Linked DNA regions of Ovis aries: region 1 is linked to region 2. The links are chromatin contacts, called in public Hi-C maps. All regions are on one chromosome and are shown on one strand. The core of a region is the stretch at or near the end of the contact, and the rest is flanking DNA. Distances in the headings are between cores, read along the strand shown. Region 1 holds the start of ZNF131 (zinc finger protein 131). Region 2 holds the start of HMGCS1 (3-hydroxy-3-methylglutaryl-CoA synthase 1).

Region 1 (4,516 bases), core at 68-2,567, 140 kb after region 2:
GAAGGCACAAACTTAGCTCCTCAGCCCACCACCCTGCTTACCGTCGACAATCAGGGTGATGTCAGTAAACCGGTCCTGCTCTCGCTGTTCATTCAATCGGTCCAGGATCATTTTATGATGTTCAGGGAACTCCTGAAGGCATTCCATCGTCTCTTCGGCCTCCATGGCCGTCCAGTTGCTCTACAAAAGAGGAGCATGATAATGTACACCCATGAGCTCGGGCTGAGGAACAAAACCCCTAAAGCATAAAATAACAACAAAAAAAACAAAACCCCAGCAACGTGAAAGAAGGGGGGAGGGTGAGGCAAGAGGAGAGGAAGGCGAGGGAAGAAAGAAAGGCGAGCCGGGCGGCCGCCGCGCGTTGGGGGCCGGAGCCGCGGCCGCGGGACTCCGAGCCTGACCTAATTGGAGTCGGGAGACGCGAGCTGGAGCGGGGTGGGCACAGCGCCGGAGGCTCCGAGCGCCGGGGCGCGCAAGTCCGGCAGGGGAGGAGACCCTACAGCCGCCGCGGCCCGCTAACGGCCCGCCAAGCCCCTCGGCCCGTCCCTGGCTCCCGCCTTCCCGGGACCCGGTCCGGCCCGCGGCCCACAACGACTCCCGGGTCGCCTCTCCCTCCCCCTCCCTCCCTCTTCTCCCCCTCCCCGACCGGGCCGGCACTCACTCAGGGAAGGAGGAGCGGCCCGGGCCTGCGCGTCACTTACGTCGACGTGCTGCGTCACGGCGTCGGACTCCGGCTGACGCGGACGCCTAAGCGCAGACTAGAGAGCGGGAGGGCCACGCCCCCGCCCGCCCTCCTCTAATGGCAGGGCGGAGCTAACCGAGCGGATTTGGCTCTCGCTAAGCCTAGGCCGCTCGCGAAGGGAGGAGGGAGTGCAGCTGAGGCGGGGTTAGGCCGGTTTACAGCCTGGCTTTGTCGGGGGTGGGGCTCCACCTTCTACCCACCCGCGCCACACTCCAGGTGTGAGCACTTCCGAGCCGGACCTCAGAATAAACTCGCAACCGGTTCCGGGTGTGTTTTATACCGCTGCCCACCCCCCCACCACCACGCCCCGCCCCGTCCCCTTTCCTCCCGAGGCCTAAGTCTGGCCGCCTTACCTAGCTCACGATCCTCCCTCTCTCCTCTCAGTCCTGAAAGCTTTTCCTTCTCTGCTCTCCCCTCTCGGGGCGAAACTCGCCCCGCACGTTTCCCTACCGCTGAACAGGGCCTCTCCAGCCATTTCCTCGCCAGTGTCCGGGCGCTCCCTCTGCTTGGGTCCGGCCGGCGCACGTGCGCTCGCTCCGACACCCGGTCGGCCGCGGCGCGGGCAGCGGCGGCCACGGGCGCGAGCACGTTCCGGCCGCCTAGGATCTTCCTCCCGGGTGCCCGCCCTCTCTGTGTACGGCGGGCAGCGCATGTTTGGTAGAATTAGGTCCTGTGGCTGCTCGGGTTATTACACGTGGTGCTGTTAACTGCAGCTCACCACTCCCCAGGTCCCGCGCTTAAAGAGGCCAGTGACCCATAGTCAGCCCCACGTGACTGGATCATTCATTCGTTCCTGGGGGGGGGGCGGTGGCGGGGAAAGACTTTTTTGAGAATGAGACAGTCAAAATTTACTCATTCTTTTCTCTCAAAAGAGAGGTTAGGATTAAGCATTAGGGAAGGGTTTAAATAGCTGTCTGCAGGGGTAAATGTAGCTCAGTCGTGTCCCACCCTTCGGAACCCCATGGACTGTAGTCCATGGAATTCTCCAGGCCAGAAGAGTGAGTAGCCGTTCCCTCCTCCAGAGGATCTTCCTGATCCAGGATTCGAACCGGGGTCTGCTATACTGCAGAGGGATTCTTTACCAGCTGACCTACCGGGGATCTGGGCTTCCCTGATGGCTCAGACAGTAAAGGACCCTCCTGCCAATGCAGGAAACACAAATTAGATCTCGGGGTTGGGAAGATCCCCTGGAAGAGGAAATGACAACCCACTCCAGTATTCTTGCCTGGAGAATCCCATGGACTGAAGAGTCTGGCGGGCTACAGTCCATGGGGTCACAAAGAGTCAGATGCGGCTGAGAGACTAACACTTTCAAGGGTAAATGTAATGATTATTTCAGCAGACATTTATTAAGAGCTGACGTTGTCTTAGGCACTGTTTAGTGTTGGTTGCTCAGTCATGTCCAACTCTTTGTGACCCCACGGGCTGTAGCCCACCAGGTTCCTCTGCTCCATGGAATTCTCTACAGGCAAGAATACTGGAGTGGGTTCCCATTTCCTTTTACAGGGGATCTTCCCCACCCAGGGAATGAACCGGGGTTTAGAGCCACCAGAGAGGCCTAGGCACTATTTAAGGGACTAGGAACTCCAATGGTGAACAAGGCATATGTGGTTTCTGCTTTCCTGATCTTAGTATGATAGAGTAAATAGACATTACTGAACAATGAATTTCCTGGGTGCTGAGTGTTATGAGACAGAACAAGATAATCTGGAGGTCAAGGAAAACTAGTGACATGTGAAGTCTGAGTGTTCTTAGTCAATAACATGCTGAGGTATGGGAGAGACTAAAGCTCTCCGAAACTGAAGGAATGTTGCTGGGCAGACCCACAAGGGCCTTGTAAACAGTGTAAAGGCATAGAGTTTCTCATGATGGCGAAGGGAAGTCTTGAAGATTGAGCAGGATAGTGATATCGTAAATTTTACTTTGTAAAGAGAATTCTATGGAGAAAAGATTAAATGGGATGAAATAGAAGTAGAGATTAGTTGGGAGATTGTTAGAAATCTAGCTGAGCACCGAAGAATTGATGCTTTTGAACTGTGGTGTCGCAGAAGACTCTTGAGAGTCCCTTGGACTGCAAGGAGATCCAACCAGTCCATTCTGAAGGAGATCAGCCCTGGGATTTCTTTGGAAGGAATGATGCTAAAGCTGAAAGTCCACTACTTTGGCCACCTCATGCGAAGAGTTGACTCATTGGGAAAGACTCTGATGCTGGGAGGGATTGGGGGCAGGAGGAGAAGGGGATGACAGAGGATGAGATGGCTGGATGGCATCACCAGCTTGATGAACGTGAGTTTGAGTGAACTCCGGGAGTTGGTGATGGACAGGGAGGCCTGGCGTGCTGCAATTCATGGGGTCGCAAAGAGTCAGACACGACTGAGCGACTGAACTGAACTGAACTGAATGTTAGTAATCCAGATGAAACCATGGTGGCAAATGAGATTAGAAAATTGACAGAGGGAATTGCCTGGTGGTCCAGTGGTTAGGGGCTTGCCTTAGTGATAACCTGCCTGCCAGTGCTGGAGACATAAGAGATCTGGGTTTGATCCCTGGGTCAGGAAGATACCCTGGAAGGGGAAATGGCAACCGACTCCAGTATTCTTGCCTGGAGGATTTCGTGGACAGAGGAGCCTAATGGACTACCATCCATGGGATTGCAGAGTTGATTGCAACTGAGTGACTTCCGCTAACTCAGTGCATTGGTTAGGACTCCACTCTTCACTGAAGGGGCTGTAGGTCTGATCCCTGGTGGGGCAACTGAGCTTCTACAAGCCACCTGGTGAGGCCAAAAAAAAAAAAAAAAAAAGGACAAGAAGGCATTTTACATTTGGATCTGTATAGAGCTGGGAGGAGAGAGCTAACCTTAGAGATCTGGAAAATTTTAGCATAAAATGGCTGTTGAAGCCATGGGAAATGGTGAGATTGTTTTAGGAGAATCTGTGGGAATGATGGACTACTGAGCTGATTGTAGATTAACTTGAACTCCTGGTGTTTAAATATTATTATCATCATTATTATTTACAGAGTTTTTAAGATGAAGAAATTGCACCTAGAAATAGGCATTTTAGAAATTCCAATCTATATGGCTGCTTTCCTATAAAACAACAACTGCTAAGTCACATCAGTCGTGTCCGACTGTGTGACCCCATAGACTGCGGCCCACCAGGCTCCTGTCCCTGGGATTCTCCAGGCAAGCATACTGGAGTGGGTTGCCATTTCCTTCTCCAGTGCATGAAAGTGAAAAGTAAAAGTGAAAGTGAATTTGCTCAGTCCTGTCCAACTCTTCACGACCCCATGGACTGCAGCCCACCAGGCTCCTCCATCCATGGGATTTCCCAGGCAAGGGTACTGGAGTGGGTTGCCATTGCTGTCTTTGAAAACAACAACTAGTGCCGGGAGCCAGCACGGGAGATGCCACGCATGACAAGGTCATGCAGAGAGGCCTGATGGGCAAGGCAAGTCAGGTCTCAAGGGGTCCTCTGTCTGAGCATCTACCCCGAAACCAAAATCTGTCTGTTTACTGTCTGCTATACTATACTCTTCTAACATTACCACCTTTTCTCTGGAAAGAGTTAATTTAGAGCTCCAGTTAACAGTCTCCTGTATATAGAAAGAATGTCTCGGCTTAAACCCCCTTTGATGGCTTTCTAACCTATTTGACCGGTCTGCTTTACAACTTGTGGATTGTTTACAGCCCCCAGCTGTGAGAGGCATGAAGCTCAAAACATCTTAAAGATATAGAGCTTTTTAGAGTTAAGAATTAGTTTGGTGAAGTGT
Region 2 (4,476 bases), core at 245-2,744:
TGTTTTTCTAAGGACAAAGCTGTCTTCTTTCTTGTGTCTGTCCTTACTGTCTTTCAGTGAATTTTAGCACGTCCAAAATGTTTAAATCCCATCCTCAAATTGCTATTGGTCACAATCAAGTGGTGTCTCTATCACCTAGTTACTTTATGAAGGTAACAGTGACATTGGTTCTAGAACCAATGTCATGAGCAACATTATGGAGTATAACCATTATTGAGTGGTCCTCTCCCCCAAGTAACTTATGCCACCACTCCACAGTGGTTCCATTGCCATTTTCCTGCTGAGAATGTCTCTTACTAGGTTATTATCTATAGTGGATAAGAAATTTCACATAACAGTAGTTGTGTGATGTATAGAATCATCAGTGACCCCTTATCAATAGCATTCCTGTGTCATAATGAAACTGAAGGGGAGACACAAACAACTCAGAAACTCTCATGGCTTCCCACCAAAGTACTACAGTTTCTCTATCTGAGGAGATGAGGCAGAGTCTTACTTAAGGCCATAATTATCCTCCTTTGGATTCTCCCAGTGTTTCAGTGTTTTCTTCCAGCTTGAATTGCTCCTCTCTCTTTCCTGGGGGAACTAGATGGTGCTTATCCTGTGGGTTTGCTATACTGAGAATTATAAGACCCCTTCCTTCTTTCAACAACCTTTTATTCGGCAACTACCACACATCAAGCTCAGCAGATACAGTGGAGAATGGGCCAGGTGGAGCCACTTTCCTCAGAGTATATGATATGGGCTAGCAAAAATCCAAGAATTAGGACAAACTCCCTGCTTAGGCAAGGGCCCTTACCCTCCTCACTGGTGTCTAATCCCAAACCAACATTATAGAGGTTACAATATTATTTACAAATCTAGTATTTAGTATAAGTTTACAAATTCTTGGTGATGTATTCTGCTCCAACTTGTAATGAGGGCACGCCTGGCTGCTCTAGGAAACTAGAAAACGTTAAGATTGAATTTAAATCAAGTATTTTATAAATCTTACAGGTGAAGCCTAGCTCTGGTTGCTAGGCAACCTGACGGACTCTCCAGCAGGGACCAACTTGCCTCCCACACTAGACCATCTCTCCCCAGTGGTGGGACGCGGAGGCCTCATTGGTTCTCATCTCCTCTCGCTGAGCTTCAATTGGCCGGAGAACCTCTCACTCCGTTCCCGTTGGCTCTCGCCGTGTCTCGCCGCTCTGTCATTGGTAGGCCGGCTCTCGGGCCACCACACGTCACTCTCTCACCCCATTTTCTCGGCCCTCCGGCTTTGTCCCCGCCCCTTCCCCCGCCCTTCCAGCCACAAGGGAAACCCCTCAGCTAGTGTTTCCTCTAGTTTCCTTCGGATTGGTTGAAGCTGGGCTAGGGGGCGGGCACTCCGGCGCTCCTCTGCTGGCCACGATTGGCTGCTGGGGCCACTGTCCCGCCTCTCACGGGCTCCCGGCCTTGCCGGAGTCCGGTGGGTCCGCGGCTATAAAGCTAGTGGCGGAGGGGAGGCGGCTCGCACTACCCCTTCGTTGGTCGTTCACTTTCTACGACCACCGCCCGGTCATATTTGGGTGAGTGTCCCGAGTGGAGGAGTTGACCCGGGCTGCCGAGGCCTCGCGGGCAGGATGAGGGCACGGCGCATTGGTGTCCTTGACTAGGCCCGAAGGAGCTCCTGCTCTGTCGGGTCAGGGCTAAGGTTTGGACCTGGACCTGGACCTGGAGGATAGGGCGTTGGGAGCGGGGTCCGTGCGGGGCTTCCCCTGCCGGGGACCTGGGGCCGACCGCGGTGGGTCCTGGAGGACAGGGGCATTAATGTGGGCAGGCGAGTCGCAGAGGGGAGAAGGAGAGGGTATTGAGGGGTAGGCTTCTGATGAAATAGTCAGGAGCTGGAGGTGCTAGGGGAGTGGCTGTGACCACCTTGAGGGGATGGGGGTGGGTACATGAGGGGGCCAAGAAAGGAGCTGGCCTGCTAGGGTGTTCCCGCAGCCTTGGCTTCAGGGTGGACGCCGAAGGATGCTGAGGATCACACTTGGAGCCTTGTAGGTTGGCAGGGGGTGTGTCTTCTTGCCTCTTAAAGAGAGTGACTGGGAGGAAGGGAGGTGGGCAGCGTTGCTCTTCTTCCCTAGCTCAGGTGCGAGAAAGCATCACAACCGTGGTTTAACCTGGCTGAGTACTTCACACTCTTGACTGCTTCAGTATGTGCTTGCTTCCAATATCACAGGTCCCTGCTCCCACCTTCCAGCCTCCATATTTTTTAAGCTCATATATATATATATATATATGTCTCTTCCGTGTTCTGAAAGTCCGTATCTCCGTCCTGTTAATAGCTTCAGAATCAGCCTGACTTGTTATGATGATGTAATGGGCAGGCACGCATAGGGCTTCACACACAGTAGGCTTTGGGTTGAACCAAGGACTTTTCAAAACTCGATATATGGAGTCTTTGAAAAACGTGTGAATTGCCTTGACCAGTGGTAGAGAAGGGATTACCCACCCTGGAGGAGAGTTTTGGACAATAGGTAATGTGAGGCTGTCCCTGTTGGTTCCAGCTGCCCTGCGGCCTTGGTTTAGGGCGTCACAGGCTTCTTCGCTCACCTCTGCATCAACTCTTCCCTCAGACTGATGCTCTTGCCAACCTGCTGCACCTGAGATGTTCTAGCTGCTGCTGAGTAACATTTGCTCTATTTCAGGGATGAATTATGAAAAACCATGGCAAGATAAATGAGAAGATTAAGACACAAGGAAGGGCCAGTAAGATTTTTCCTTCTGAGGTGGAGTTTAGACTTCTTTGCACAGATTTCTGTTAGAAGGCTAACTGAAAGTCCTTACCCTGTATCTAGGCCAAATGGTTCTTTGCAGCTTGAGATATCCAAGCAGTTTGTGGTTTTTTATTTTTAAAATTTGAGTTATTTTTTTTGTGTGTGGATGAGGAGGGCAGGGATAGCAGATCTTAAGGAAAAGGAGAAAGACTTTATTTTCTGTGTGTCTAAACTTTGCAGGTCTGTCTCCTAAGTTTGTAAATTTGCACGTAAATCAGTTCCAGTGTAGTTCAGTTTAATTCTAGTTTAGTAAGTAGCCCCAGTTCTCAGAAGGTGTTTTAGATTGGGCGAGTTATACGAATATTATGTTTGGGGCCATAGAAGTCCATGTCCTAATCCTGGGCCTTTGTTTTTTCTTTTTCTTTTTTAAAAATATTTCTCCAGAGTGTTTTTACATCTTGTTTCTCTTAACTGAGGGATTGATTTTGAGATTTTTTTTTTCTGATTGACGTTTTCGATAGCTTTTCTCACGGGAAATGCAAAACCCTGATATTGGTGTAATATGTGTTTCCTGGGGACCCTAGCATTATTTAAAACAGCAATCCAGTAGAACTGAATGGGGGGAGATGCATTGGGGCTGTGGACGGAGGAGTTTAATGGGCTATATATCAGAATCTCTATTTAGTTTCATTTGAAAAAGAAAACAGTCATAATTTTGTTGGGTTTATTAAAAAACCAAGCATCACAGGATGTGATATTTTGTTTCTCAAGACAGTGGTATAGATTAAAAACATATTACGCAATCTAATGGGAAGGCGATAGGACTCAGTTCTTAATAATCTAGTCATCCTAATGCTTGGCTTGTGGTAGTGCCCGCTTGCTGCTTGTTAACCGAGTGTAGTGAGAGCAGTGGAGAAGCTAGCCTTTCAGAGCTTACAGGCTTCATCTTTGGAAGGCATGGACCTGGAGGGGTGTGCATTTGGGAATGACATAAGGCCAACAAGTGTTCTCTTCTGATTCCATATGAATTCCTTACATTTTTCAGGGAATAATTGAAACCTACCATTTGCTTTGAAGAGCAGCAGAAAAAAGCGTTTTTTGTTTTTTTTTTTTAAGCTTTTGGACACCATTTGGGGCTGCAGCTCATCTTAAAGGAATAGTGAAAAGAATTCACTAATGAGGGCTGCTGCTATAACTACTTGAATTTAAAAGATTTTCCCTCTATTATAACTCCAAATTCAGTCACTCAAAAAATGCAATTGTGTGCCCTTTATTCCAGCATCTCAAAGGGATTTTAAAAGAATCAAAATATAGCCCTTCTCCCAACAGGAATCTAAGTATTCCATATGCTTAAGAAGACTGCCATAAACTAGCTTTCCACTGACAGTAGACTCTGAAGGCTTCAGTGTCATTGTGAATGCAGGGCCTGAGTAGAAAGCTCGAGGAAACCTTCCTGGAAGAGGGAGGACCTTGAAATATGAGTAGAGTATCTGATAAGCAGACCAGTACCTCTGGGGGGAGGCAGGGTGTCTGTATTTTTTTGTTAGGGAACTAGACCAGAGTTGTACAGATGTGAGCAAGGCTTTCCTAACAGTAGTTTTGCTTGCTGGCCCTCCTAAGGAGAAAAGGTTGCCAGCTCATTCTCAGTTAAGAAGGATTCCTGGATTTCTTTCCTGTAATGATGAAAAGGATCAGCAGGTAACTGTGTGGTTTATTATGTACCAGAATATGTACTGGG

Evidence for each region. Hi-C and Micro-C count contacts between places; a contact is called where the count stands out from the background.
Region 1: a Hi-C map of liver shows a contact between it and region 2, with 2.2 times the contacts expected there. The contact joins the promoter of ZNF131 here to the promoter of HMGCS1 in region 2. A contact is called at or near these places in 3 of 16 Hi-C or Micro-C datasets (blood, liver and muscle).

The regions. Positions count from the first base shown.
Region 1 is chr16:31,686,984-31,691,499 of ARS-UI_Ramb_v3.0, forward strand. It overlaps ZNF131 (zinc finger protein 131), which reads right to left and starts at 1,318. Exons shown (of 8, transcript XM_060400453.1): 1 at 943-1,318; 2 at 42-180. The coding sequence starts at 165.
Region 2 is chr16:31,542,561-31,547,036 of ARS-UI_Ramb_v3.0, forward strand. It overlaps HMGCS1 (3-hydroxy-3-methylglutaryl-CoA synthase 1), which reads left to right and starts at 1,495. Exons shown (of 11, transcript XM_042233813.2): 1 at 1,495-4,476.